Linked DNA regions of Mus musculus: regions 2 and 3 are each linked to region 1. Evidence: chromatin contacts called from public Hi-C and targeted proximity ligation data. All regions are on one chromosome and are shown on one strand. The core of a region is the stretch at or near the end of the contact, and the rest is flanking DNA. Distances in the headings are between cores, read along the strand shown. Region 1 has its middle 100 kb from the start of Cemip2. Region 2 has its middle 140 kb from the start of Trpm3. Region 3 has its middle 230 kb from the start of Trpm3.

Region 1 (4,487 bases), core at 865-3,364:
AAGAACCCTTAAGTTTCCACTTCAGGAACTCACCAGGCAAAGACAGTTCTTGAGCTATGGACCTGGAGCTATGTCTGCAGATATGGAGCTGGTGGTGTGGTATGATGCCTTGGCTTGCAATAGGCAGCTATTATTTATATACCTCAATCACAAAATTTGTGCACATGTTTCTTAGTTCACGTGAAGCTCCTGGCTGTTATGAGGTGCATTGCTTCTTTCTTTCTACCACACTTACTTTTCTGCTCATTGCCAGTATCTTCTGCTACATACACTGGACTATTCTCTACCCCACCCCACCCCACCCCACCCCACCCCAGATCACATTTACCCTACACTACCCTGTTTCTGTGACTTTCTACATATTCAAAACCTTTTGATTGAATGTCAGAGCATATTGAAATATTTTCAGAAACACCTAAGCAACAGTTAATGTCAATACCATAGACCTAGTTTGAAAAGACTTTAAAGTGATGTTGAACTTCATTGTGACCAGGTAAGAAGATGGGTGCAGAGGCTCCTCCATCTTGTTTTCTTGCTGGGGCCATGTCTGGGTTAACTATAATTTGATCTCCTTGATGGAGAATTCCAGGGAAAATGATCCAATTTTATTCTAGGAACCCAAGGTCGGATGTCCTAGGTAACTTAGCTTCTGTTAAACTACCTGTTTCTGTAGAACCTCCAGCTTTTTCTCAGAGTCTGTTAAATTGCTTGCTTCTGTGATGTACCCTCTCCAGCTGCCAAGTGAAATACCAAGATATGGTTTTTACCTTTAAAACCCCTGGACTCTGGACTCCTAGGGCTCTGCCTAGGTCCCTGAACACTTGGGTATAGTCTCAGCTGGCTGGAATAGAGTCCCATTTGACTAGGAACTGGGTCTGAGTGGTTATTTTCTGATGCCATCATATGAGTAGCTATGGCTCAATATAGTCTACACATACTAACAGCGGCAACTTTCTTTTTTTTTTTTTTTTTTTTTTTTTTTTAAAACAGCTTCTTTTTTTTTTTTTTTTTTTTTAATTTATTTATTATTATATGTAAGTACACTGTAGCTGTCTTCAGACACACCAGAAGAGGGAGTCAGATCTTGTTAAAGGTGGTTGTGAGCCACCATGTGGTTGCTGGGATTTGAACTCTGGACCTTCGGAAGAGCAGTCGGGTGCTCTTACCCGCTGAGCCATCTCACCAGCCCGGCAACTTTCTCAATCATGTCTTGATGACAGAGACTGTAAAATGCAATCATGATTCTAAAATGTAACTGGAGATGTTAAAATCTCCGAATAACAAGAAACCATGAATATCTTATGAAACTTAATTTTTATATACATGTGGTCATTGAAATTTATAACCTTCAATCACTGTGACAAACAAGCTTTCCCAAGTTATTCTCTGTTGTGAAGGGGGAAAAAATGAAACCCAGGGTCAAGCAAGCATACTGGGATTGCCTGTAAGTAAAACCTTGTGCTTAGAAGATGTGGCTGTAAATGCCAGTCATGCGTTCTTTTCTCTTCACATTCCTGAGGGCAAACCCTTGTCCTGTCTCCACTCTGCCTTCCATCAGTCACACCTCTTTCTCTTCCCGTCAGTCACTTTGCTTTGTTATTGTCTCTTGTTGTATCGAGGTTGGTTTGTTCCACGGAAATAACAAATGCCTGGATTTCCTGCTTCCCAGAGCTCTGGGGTGAGTTAAGTGTACAGATGTTTATTCCTGGTGACAATCCCTGTTGGCAGGTCATGCAGTGCTTTTGTTTGAGGGCTGGCTTTGCTCCAAGATGCTAGCTGAAGTGGGAATCCTAAGAATTCACTTTCATTTAGATCAGACAATTGAACCAATGGAAGAATGCTTGCCCACTTCTCTCGGCTCCTATATGCCTTAGAACCAAATTTTGTTTGTGCAATCTGCGAGTGATTTTTTTTTTCCCTTCTCATCTGCCAAAGGGTAGGGAGTGGAAGATAATTGCTCAAGGGAAAGCTCTTTGTTCATTGTCTCTGATCTATTTCATAGGAAAATTTCCATAGGAATTCTAGGAAGAGAAACAAGCTGAGGGAGAGAGTGACATTTGAGCTGTTGAGTGTTGGCTGGTTCTGTGGCTAGCCGGGTAGCCAATGAGTGTTCCTAGCCATTGAGTGTTCCTGTCTCCGGTTCTGTGGCTAGCAGCACAGCCAAACCTAAGGAATGTGGGCAGTCTTTGAATTGGAGCTCCATGTCTGGCCACAATGCTAATAGTTCCTCAAGGGATACTTGGTATTTGCTGCTAGGGGCCTCCACTGGCTTTTTTTCTTAGACACAGGCAAACTCTTGAGACCCATTCAAAAGGGTTGCAGTAAGGAAGGATGGTAGAAAGGAGGTAAACATGACTCAGTTTCCCTTTCCTGACAGTCACCTCCCCTTTGTCAGATGTTGCCTAGTGTCAGTGACCTCTTCTTGGGGTTCTCTCTTTCCAGATAGGGAGGGGCATATACCTGGGAAGCCGATATCAGGAAGCTGTGGTCTAGAGAGCTGGCATAGGGAGCAGGGATAGAAATAGACGCTTAGGTGATGTGAACAAAGCCCAAGTAGCTTACAGGAATCAAGAGGACCTGGAAAAACCCCTAAGGCCTGAAGCCTTTGTTTGGAAAGTTTTGCAGCATAGAGGCTGGCCAGGTCTCAAGAAAGCTTTTCCACCAGAGTTTCAAAACAAAATACTGAGGGGGGAAAAAAAAGAAAAAAGAAACCTAGAATAAACAGAAAGCATCTCTCTTTCCTTTTTGTTGGCCAAGTTGTAAGTTCAGCGAGAGGCCTGGTGAGCTGGATATGGAGAGGAGATGTAGTCCACCTCAGAGTAACTGGAGAACCTCGTCTTGCACCACATCCACATTGTAGCACTGCTTTATTAACTAGGTACACTCTCTCAGACCCTTGACCTTCCTGTGAACTATGTAGTCTTGCATATGCCTAGAACAGTTCTTGTTTTTCTATAAGTTTCCCTTTCTTTTGTTAAGTATAGAAAAAATATAGATTTATTATGAATATTATTTTGTCAGTTAAATAATTTATATTATTTATTTTTACCTTTTTTTTAAAGCAAGTCACCCTCCCCCTCTTCCTGACTACCATCAAGGCTATGATGGATGGGTCCTAATGCTGATCCAAGTTAAACCCCCCACCCTTTTTTTTTTTTTTTTTTTTTTTTTTTTGGCCTGGTGGCAAGTAGAGCCACAATGGGTGGATAAACAGAGATCTTTTCTTGGTGTTTCTCTTTCCACTTTCCCCACATTTTCTCTAACACTTAGGTGGTGGTGGGTGGTGGGTAGTGGGTGGTGGATGGCGGGTGGTGGGTGGTGGGTGGGTTGGGGTGGCACAGAAAAGCAGCCTGAATTGAGAACACTCTCAGGTTTTGACAGGCTTTCTCTGTCACTGTTTATAGCTCACTCCTGATTGGTCCCATTCACGATCTCATTTGAATACTGGGACAGGCTCTGTGTAAACATAGTGCTCATTGGATTTTTGCTAGTCTAGCTCCCAGGTCTCATGCATGGCTGGTTCCCAGACCCTCCTGTCCTCATTAGGAGGGAGAAGCCTGAAGATAAGACCTCACAGTCAGGTTTGGGCTGGAGTTGGGTCCTCAGTTCTGGCTAGGGACTTTGTTCCTAGAAGCTCTTGGGAGAAGGAAGACATGTCTTGAGATAAACCCAGCACACACAAGGAAACCCACTCTTGATTCCATCGCTCCTGCTTCCCAGGCAGAGTGTTTGTTCCTGCCTTCAGGGGTCTCTAGTCCCAATTTGAGAGCCTTGGCCTTTGAGATCTGTTACATAAGCAGCAAGTAGGGAGCTCTTCCAGGCCTGCCAATGATGGGAGGTGTGCTGCTCCCGCTGCTATTTGTGGGTGGCCTACTCTTTAGAGACTGGCTCTGCACGGGACTGTTCATGATTGACATCCCATAACATTTACTAACAACTCTCTCAGTTGGGCAGTGGATGCCTGCTGAGACCCAACGGTTGTAACAATGCCAACCTCTCCTGACTGGCTGGCATCCTGCTTCTTGGAACATGCAGTGTTCCACTCTCCCATTTAAGCTGTCCCTCCTGGCAAATAAAAGATGCCCTTGCTGCCTCTTTGCTGCCTGCCGGAAAGAAGGCAGGTCAAGATTCTGAGATGGAGTCAACTGTTTCCATAGAGCCACATTGGCTAGCTTCAAACTTACTATACAGTCCAGGCTGGCTTTGAACTCATAATTACTCTGCTTTACCGTCCCAAGTGAAAGGATTACAGATGTGTCCCACTGGGCTTGGATCAAGAATTGATATGATTTTGCTATTTATTTAACATCTGTTTCCCCCCCCCCCCCCCGCCATGTTCAACAGAAGACATTTACCACAGAAACACCTTTAGAAACATTGCTAAATAGAATCCCTCTTTGTTTCTTGTACCATTTACAAAATATTAGCAGTGCCAAACGTATTATGGTGAGAAGGGCTATGAGCCCCTCTCAAGGAACATGGCGAAA
Region 2 (4,487 bases), core at 1,210-3,709, 420 kb after region 1:
CTTAATAAATGAGGCAGCCTTGAGCAGCTGAGCAGTGGACTACTGGGAATCACAAATGTCATGGGCTCCTGCTGGTGCTGTGAGAGACAGAGAAGTTTTCCAGCTGACAGGTAGTCTATAGCCAGTGCAAAATAGTAATAGGCAGGGAGGTTATGTTTTCTGTGTAAGGTTCTGTTGGGACCTTTGGCGAGCACTAAAGTCCAGCAGTTGCCTTTCAAAGGCCCTTCTCTCTCCCCCAGCCACAAGCTTATTCTTTTCTGATGCTGCTAAATGCTCATATAGCATCTTGTGTATTCCAATGCCACAGACATTCTTTGTCCTTTGAGTTAATGCTTTCCTCCTTTTCCTGTCCCAAAATAATATGGATTTTGTGTACCGATAGCATAATGATGCACAAACCGAGTCTAGACAGGCGGCCACGAAGGCTCACTGGTGTGTCCCTAAGCATAGAAGGGGAAGCCTGGGTACTGAGCCTTCCAGGCCACCATCCTGCTGCCTGTTTTTGACACTTGTACAATACACTTATTACTCTCAGACTCCTCACTTAGATAGTTAATCTCTAAAGGAGGAGAACTGTATTGTGGTTTCCATATGCTAATTATTTAATGTAAGTAAGGTTTGGGTTTTTTGGGTTTTTTTTTTTTTTTTTTTTTTTTTTTTTGTTGTTGTTGTTGTTTTGGTTTGGTTTGGTTTGGTTTTTCGGTTTTTCAAGACAGGGTTTCTCTGTATAGCCCTGGCTATCCTGGAACTCACCTTTGTAGACCAGGCTGGCCTCGAACTCAGAAATCCTCCTGCCTCTGCCTCCCGAGTGCTGGGATTAAAGGTGTGCGCCACTACGCCCGTTGGTTTTTTTTTTTTTTTTTTTTTTTTTTTTGTTGTTTTGTTTTGTTTTTTGGTGTTTTGTTTTGTTGTAAGTAAGTTTTTAAGAATAATCTCATTCAGCAAGTCGCAAATCAGTTCTTTACCAAGCACCTAATAAAAGACTGCTCGAAAAAGAAAGGTTTCTGGGCTCTGGGTGCACATTAGGGCAGGACAGAAGAGCCCCAGGTTAAGAAATCTGCCTCGCCCTAGAGAAGGATGGAGAGAGAGATTGAGTACAGGCACAAGGACTGGAAGTGGTGTCTGGGGAAGCTGAAAGACGTGACATTTGAGTTTTGAATTAAACATAGGAAAACCTGTGGGTGTGGTAAGAGCAACCCCCGGGATGTCGTGCGTGCGGAGAGAGGTTGGCAATCTGGAAAGCAGGAAGCAGGCTGTGTAGCTGTGATCCACAGTGGGGGGCGAAGAACGGGACTAGATCAAGTGTGAGAAGCGGGCAGTGAACGGATGATCTACTGCCTGCTCTCAGTAAGCCCCCTCCAGGAGGCACTGGGTGGAATTCATCACACAGGGCTCTGTTGCATCTCTGCTCTCCCCTCTGAAGGTTGTGGCTCCTGCTTGGGCTTATCTTCGAAAAATACAGCTTTCTTAGTCAAGTAAGCTCTGTCAGCTAGGGATGTAGGGAAGAAAATGTGTGCTAATAGTCTGGAGGCTCTGTGCAGAGATTTCCCCTAAGGAAGGGAGATGGACTGTGCAAAGTGAGCTTTGCACATGAAGGGCAGATCACAGCAAGATCCTGGCTGCTTGCAACAAACAGATTGCAGGAGCTTTGAATAAATTACACGCCCTCCCTCTGTTTGCTTAATGTGAATTACTATTGCTTACTAGCAACAAGTTGATTAGAAAACTATAAAAAAAAATGGTACCCTCAGACAGTCTAGTGACACCTTACACAGTTGCAGCGGCTCCCAGACCTCTCCTCCGTCCATCACAGGCCAATGGAAGTGCATTAGCATCTGCCACATCGTCAGACGTACTCAGGAATAGGTGTTTGGCCCTTGATCTGGTTGGTCGTAGATACCTAGGGGTAGATCTCTGGTGTGACTGTTACATTAGCAGAAATAGGATTTAGAGAAAAGTCACAGTTAGACTGTGTAATTTTTTGCCGTGGCATTATTTTCCTTTTGCAAACATGTAAGGCACTGTCTGAAATTCATGAAGCGAATGGGTTAATTTGCACCTGCAGAGTGATTGTCAAGCCAGCCTGGTGAGAGTTCTCACTGAATCTTGATTTGGAAACTCCAGCTGGGAAGGTGGGCCAGGGGACTCAGCAGGATCAAGTTCTATGCTGGGGAGAGAACCGGGGGAATTGGTGCTTAGCATCAACGAAGAAAGCCCTGCCTGGTGCCGGAGCACTTGAGATGGCTTGGCCCAAGCAGCTTAGGTATTATTCGATTTGGACTTAACAGCCCTGAGATGAAATGGCCTTTCATTCGACGTTGTTAAACAGGGACAAGCTGGGCCTTGCTTCACTTTTGAGTTTGCCAAGTAAATGGATTGCCGACCGCAGAGCAGTACAAGACATTTCTTCTGCACCCGTCTCCCAGTGGCAGCTTTTCAGCTGAGAGCAATACTGTCTTCACTCCCGAGTATACAGAAAGGAAAAGAAAAGGCGGGGGGCGGGGGGGGGGGGGGGGGGGGAATAGGCAACATATCTTTATGTAATGCTTCTAGCGCCCTCTCGTGGCTAGTTCTAAGAATGCAAGTCTGGAATGCTTTCTTGCAGAAGAATCTTGTCTACCCAGAACTGACAAAGGAGGAAGCTGGTATTTTAAACAAAAAAATGCAAAGTACCCATTTACGTCCATTTTACCAGCACACGATGTGTGGAACCGTTACTGAGTTCCTTCCTACCTCCTACACTTCATGAATCTTGGAAAATCTGCTTCTGTTTATGACTGATTTAAAATAAATTGGCATTAAGGAAACAGTAATAAAAATTTGAAAATTTCAATTTTTGACAATGAAAAATATTTTGAACAAAATTTTAATATGCACTATATGTAAATACAAAGTTCATGTGATTTCCAAGTATTTTTTCCTAATTAGAAGTTTGTCCGTTTTTTGCATCTTTTCCCAGAGGGAATATTCTCTTGTATTACTTAGCTGTGTGCACTGTTTAACCTATAGAACACTTAAAAGTTCTTACTGCATTTTATTATTTATTGTGTGTGCACATGTATGTACCTATGTGGCTGTGAATTCTGGGTGCACTTAGATCTGGTCCTTCCACTCTGTGGGTCTTGAGGATTGAACTCAAATCCTCAGGGTTGGCTGCAGTTGCCTTTAACCTCTGAGCCATCTTGTCAGTCTTTTAATGCACAATTTCTTAATAGCAAAATTAACCAGCACTTTCATGAGTGCAGCATTTGAGGAAGAGCATCTTCAGTTTCGTTTAGAAATGTGGGTGTTAACGGTCAAAACAGATGAGACTCATAATTAGAGACACTTGTGTTATAATCTAAGCCTGAAGACACAAAAGGTAGACTGCATCATCTATTGGGCAAACAGGTTAGTTCAATCTTGAAGTACAAAATAGCTAATAGACAGAAAGGCATTGGAAATTAAGTTTTTGAAATAAAGTAAATCACCAATTTTCTACTTTCTTCTGAATTAATGGCGTAATTCAGTGATATTGGTCAGTGGGAGCTCTCTCTGTCTCTGTCTCTCTCTCTGTGTCTGTGTCTCCGTGTGTGTGTGTGTGTGTGTGTGTGTGTCTGCATGTACAAGTGTGTGTAAATAAAAACTGTGTTACATAGACCATGGTGTTTCTCTAGTAGACAAGCTTCTAAATGATGGTGTAAAGACACACTGTGTCTCAGCAGATCATCCGTTAGACGGGATCCTTGGTCTGCTTGGTGCTGTCTTCTGTGTGAGGAGAACTCTCACCACTCAGCAGAAGTCTGAGTGGTGATGACTTGTAATAGAAACGGTTCTTCGAGAGATGAGAGGATTCATGAGGTGGCTGGACCAGGCTCCCCATCACTGGACCTGAACTACCGCTTGAACTAAACATACTTTTTTCAGACCAACAAGGCAGACTTTATAGATAAACTTCCACAGAACTGCATAAAGAATAAGAACTGTTGGGCTACTAACATGAATTAATGTCTTTATAGAGAAATACATTAATTTTGGTTTGATCGGTATTGTTTGTTTTGACTTAAAGTCTGAGGCTATAGCCACTCCTCCGTCTGCTATTGAGAGTCCTCAGGGTCTGACTAACAGATCATCATAACACACTTTTATGCATGTTTCTTTACCCTTATGGTAGTCCATGCTCTTCAAGGGCTGGGGAGAAGGAAGGGGGAGTTATATTATAGGTTTAAAGTTCCAGTCTTGTGAAAGTGAAGACCTTCAGAACAGCAGAGTAAGTGTGCTTAGCTGCTGAAACTGCTGGGATGGGGAATTGATTATATGTTGCACAGACTTTGCCACAGTACAGACATGGATGGAAATAAGTGAAAGTTTTATGAAGAAATTACGGGTAAAAGGAGAAGAATCAGAAGAAGAAAGGCTGGCAAGATGGCTCCGTGCTGAAGGCCCTTGCTGTCAAGCCTGAGTTCCATCCTCAGGACCCACATGAATTTCACCGTGACATTTCTGGT
Region 3 (4,487 bases), core at 1,166-3,665, 340 kb after region 1:
TGTGTGGTGGTGGTAAGGTAGGTGGTAATACCCATCAATAGCACTGAGTGTTTTATTTGATGGCATAAGATGTTTTATTTGGGGCATTGTCTTTCTTAGCATAAACACATAGAAATGAAATAAAACGACATATTTGAGAGACTCCACTTTGGATATTTGCCATGGTCATATAGTTGGTGGTAAGAGATGATCATCTCAGCTTTGGACGTCTCCCTTCTCCTTCTGTTTCATGTGTAAAAGCTTTACTTGGTTCTCTGGCTAGAGCCTGTTTTATATTGTTTCCTAGAACCTTTTTGTGTAGGGTTTGCATCAATGGCATCTTTTCAAAGGCTTGCCCGTGAATTATAGAGCATCTCTGTATAGACCTTCAATCCCATGACTGGAGGAATATGAGATCCAAAGACAAGAACAGCAGGTTTGAGCAAACACATTCCTGTGCAGCTCTTGATTTTGAAGTTTGCATCCAAACCAGTCTGTGAGGTGGGCTTCCTTTAGTTGGTGCTCCAGCAATGGCTGCACTGACGTATATCTGATTTGGCTCTGAGCATACTTCTCTTCAGCAGCTTATCGAGAGACTGTCCTGGCTAGTTTTATGTCAATTTGACACAAGCTCGAGGAATTGGACAGGAGAAAACCTCAATTGAGAAAAATGCCTCCATAAGATGCCCTGTAAGGCATTTTCTTTTATTTTTTAAATTCATTAACTAAAGTCCCTCCCTCCATCCTCCTTACCCTTCACCTCCTTACCCCTCTGCATATCCCTCCACCCTGGCACATCAAGTCATTGCATCTTCTCCCGCTGAGGCCAGAAAAGGTGGCCATGGAGACTGAGTTGTGTATCTGCTACATGTGTGTGGGGCCTCATAACAGCCCATGTATGTTCTTTGGTTAGAGGCTCAGTCTCTGAGAGCTCCCAGGGGTCCAGGTTAGTTGACTCTGTTAGTCTTCTGCATTTTCTTAATTAGTGATCAATGGAGAAGGACCCAGCCCATTAGGGGTGGTGCCATCCCTGGACTGGTGGTTCTGTGTTCTATAAGAGACAGGTTGAACAAGCCAGTAAGCCGCTCCTCACCATGGCCTCTGCATCAGCTCTTGATTTCAGGTTCTGGCCCTGTTTCAGTTCCTGTCCTGACTTTCTTTGATGAATACAAATATGGAAATATAAGCCAAGTAAACCTTTCTTGGGAGATTTTGGGAGGAAAAGGAAGTTGCATTTTGGTCATGGTGTTCGTTGCAGCAATAGAAACCTAACTAGGACAGACTCTAAGTCCATGATTTTGAGATTCATATTGTATGAACACATCCTCATGGTAACTGTGCCTATAACACATGGTAACTGTGCCTTATTAAAAAAAAAATCTACCAATGAGGGCATTATTGACAGAAAAGGCCAAAAGAAACAAAAAAGAAAAAGAAACAAAAGAAAAGAAGAAATTGACAACAGCAAAAACATCTTTAAGAATGATAATGTTTTTAAAATAAAGAAAGCTGATCTTACAGTGACTAATAAACTTCTAGGCTATTTTGCTGAAAGTGAGATTTGAATTTATGCTGATCAAATTTGTTGCAGATAAAGATGACTGCTGTCTCTTGCTCGGCACAGAGGTTCTGTTGGGGAAACACTGCATTCTTTTAAATTACAGCCAAGAATATTACTTCTATATTACCCATTCACTTCTTCACTTTTGCTATTCCCCAAGGCCACAGTTCCATTAAGGCCAGGGACAGAAAAGTCGGGTGAGCAAACCAGCCCATTTCAATAGACAGAAATTTGCTCACAAAGTAGAACATTATCTTCCATATTGCTCTGCAGTTGCTTTGGCAGTCATTGTCCTTTATGGCAGACTTATGGAGAAGCTGTGAGCTGAGCACTTATTTGGATCTAGGATTTCCTGTCTAATTCTTAAGAAGAGAAAAGGAAGGATAAAGATTAAGAGCATCATTTAAATGTGAGCCAGCGGAGCTTACTACAGAATGAGTGGGACTGTGATTTGTGCAGGGAGGACCAGCTAATTTGGATGTGTGACCTGACTGCAGACAGTGTCCTCAGTTCCTGAAAAATGAAGCATCTGCCAGATGCACTGTGATGTTAATTAGATGCTGGACCAGATAGAAGTGGATGGATACAAAATCCAGACAAATGAGAGGGGGCTGAGGAGTCCTCTTTGTATGCGAGGGAGAGGATTGCTGTGGAGGCTCTTTTTTTTTTTTTTTTTAAACAATATCACATGTCTGCTTATTCATGAACACTGATTCCTTGTGAAGTTTACAGATCTCTGTGTTTGAAATATGGGGCGTGTTGAGTATGAAAATGCTCTCTAGAGACTTTTACCACAACGATTTGATGAGAAATAACATGAAGTTGTATTTCTACATACAATGCCTCTTGCCTCTTTAAAAGTAACAGACTTCGCAGGAAGTGGTGATGTTGCAATAAAAATTAAAGCATGCAATGCTCAGAAATGTCAGGGATGTATGCTTCTTCTTTTTTTTTTCAGAAATAACTTTATTCCACTGAGACAATGGCCATGGAGTGATGTGGCTAGCTGCAAACACATGCCTCTAGTCTTACTATTCTGTCCTTCATGGATCTCTCCAGTCATTACTGCATTTCTAAGATATTCTCTGAGATCATTTCCTGTATTCACATACTCTAATTGTGTATGTCCCACCTTTTTCTCACCTCTCTGGGGCTCAGGGCTGTGATCCAAAAAGTAGTAAGAAAGCTTTAGAATCATATCTACATCTACATCTACATCTACATCTACATCTACATCTACATCTACATCTACATCTACATCTACATCATCTACATCTACATCTACAGCTACAGCTACAGCTACAGCTACATATGCTAAGACAAGAGTATGAGTCTCTTTTTTGTGTGCTACTAAGCCATGGCTACATTGTTCAGAAGAATAACCGTCAGTATTGACTGAGAATGTGCCCTATGCCAAAGACTAAACCAAGGGTTCACAAAGATCACCCAGTTTAATTTGTATAGCAACCTATTACAAGTATTGCCCATATTTTATGGTTGTGAACCTACGTTCTAGCCAAGTGAAGTATCATGTCCATAGAGGTGAGAAAGAGCTGTGATCTGAACTCTAACTTATCCTCTTGCCCATTTCTCTGCTTCCCCATCTGAGATAACAGTTTAGACTACAGGCTATGTAGTCTGTACAGCTGCTTCCAGAAGCTTGAAGGTTAGCTCAGTCTCTGCTTACCTTGATTTTATCACTTGCTGTTGCCTGAAATGCCACATACAGGGACATTCTTTGAGTGAGAACACAGCGAGGGCTAATGAGTCATCAGCTGCCAATCAGCTGCCAACTGGATTTCCCGGGTGGGCTCAGGGTTTCATAAGTGTGACAGGCCATTTAATATGGATGATAATGAAAGTTTTAGTTCTCCCTTAAAACATTTTATGCTTTTAAGGCATGCTTTTTGTTTTCCTGTTTTTTAGATTATTTTTGGAATAAAAGAGTTATATAGCCCCATAGAAAAACCAGTCTATGCTTTACAAATATAAATGTGTCTATCAGTGACTTCTAATGGCAAAGCTTTGGTCCAGCTCACACTATGTAATTGTGTTCATTGTAGAATGTTAGAGACCCCAGCCAGAGGGAGGGATATTTTAGAGGATCTCCTATGTGCAACTAGTTGCTTTTGCTTGCACATATGCATAATTTGCGGTGGGGGAGGGGGTGGGGGGGAAGGGCGGGCGGGGAGTTGAGGCAATATTCACTTGGCCCCAATAGACTATCTTAGAAGAAGGTCACATCAGTTCCCTGGGGCTACCATGGCAAATGGCCACAAACTAGGAAACACAAAGCAACAGAAATAGTCATTTCACGGATGGTGGCTGTACATATGACATCTAGGTGTTGGTAGGTTAAAGTCTTTGGATGTCTGAGTGAACATTTGTTCCTACTTTCATCCCCATTTCAGGTATTTTATGATAACCTGTAGCCGTCTTTTTCTTATGGAAATGTCATTCCAATGTCTGCCTTTGTCTATAATGCTGTTCTTTGTGGCGGCCAGTGTCCATATTTGCCACATTTTTTTTTAAAGGAAATTAATGTGTGGCTTCATTGGCATTGTTTTGGTTTATGTCACCTTATTTTTACCATTTTTCCCCCGAGGTATAATCTCTCTTTGTTAGGCCTGGCTGCCTTGGAACTTATAACTGTCTTCCTTTGTAAGCCTCCCAAGTGCTGTGATTACAGGAGTTAGCCACAATAGCTGCCTATCATTCTTTTAAGAGTTGCAGCGATCCTTTATTGGCAGTTGGTCATATTGCTTTGGGAAACAAAATTCAACCAACAGCAGAGCCACTGAAGTGAAGCTGGGCTAAAAGGAAAAGACACAGAGGGAGATGCCAGTGAGTTCTACATTCTTTTTGAATTGTAAAAAGTGTCACATTCCTTTTTTGAACTTTTCTTAGAGGATAAGAAAAGTTAGATCTCGGTAAACAAAGACATGGG

The links. A called contact is a pair of places that touch in the nucleus more often than the background predicts.
Region 2: a contact with region 1 is called in a targeted proximity ligation map of heart atrium, with 18 times the contacts expected there. A contact is called at or near these places in 5 of 130 datasets of targeted methods (the NIH/3T3 cell line, embryonic basal ganglia, embryonic forebrain and 2 more).
Region 3: a contact with region 1 is called in a Hi-C map of adipose-derived mesenchymal stem cells, with 1.6 times the contacts expected there. A contact is called at or near these places in 2 of 39 promoter capture datasets (cranial neural crest and neural stem cells) and 1 of 484 Hi-C or Micro-C datasets (adipose-derived mesenchymal stem cells).

The regions. Positions count from the first base shown.
Region 1 is chr19:21,880,652-21,885,138 of GRCm38.p6, forward strand. No RefSeq gene overlaps it. Among named protein-coding and RNA genes, the nearest start is that of Cemip2, 100 kb to the left of the region's middle.
Region 2 is chr19:22,301,937-22,306,423 of GRCm38.p6, forward strand. It overlaps a transcript of Trpm3 not described here. Among named protein-coding and RNA genes, the nearest start is that of Trpm3, 140 kb to the right of the region's middle.
Region 3 is chr19:22,220,631-22,225,117 of GRCm38.p6, forward strand. It overlaps a transcript of Trpm3 not described here. Among named protein-coding and RNA genes, the nearest start is that of Trpm3, 230 kb to the right of the region's middle.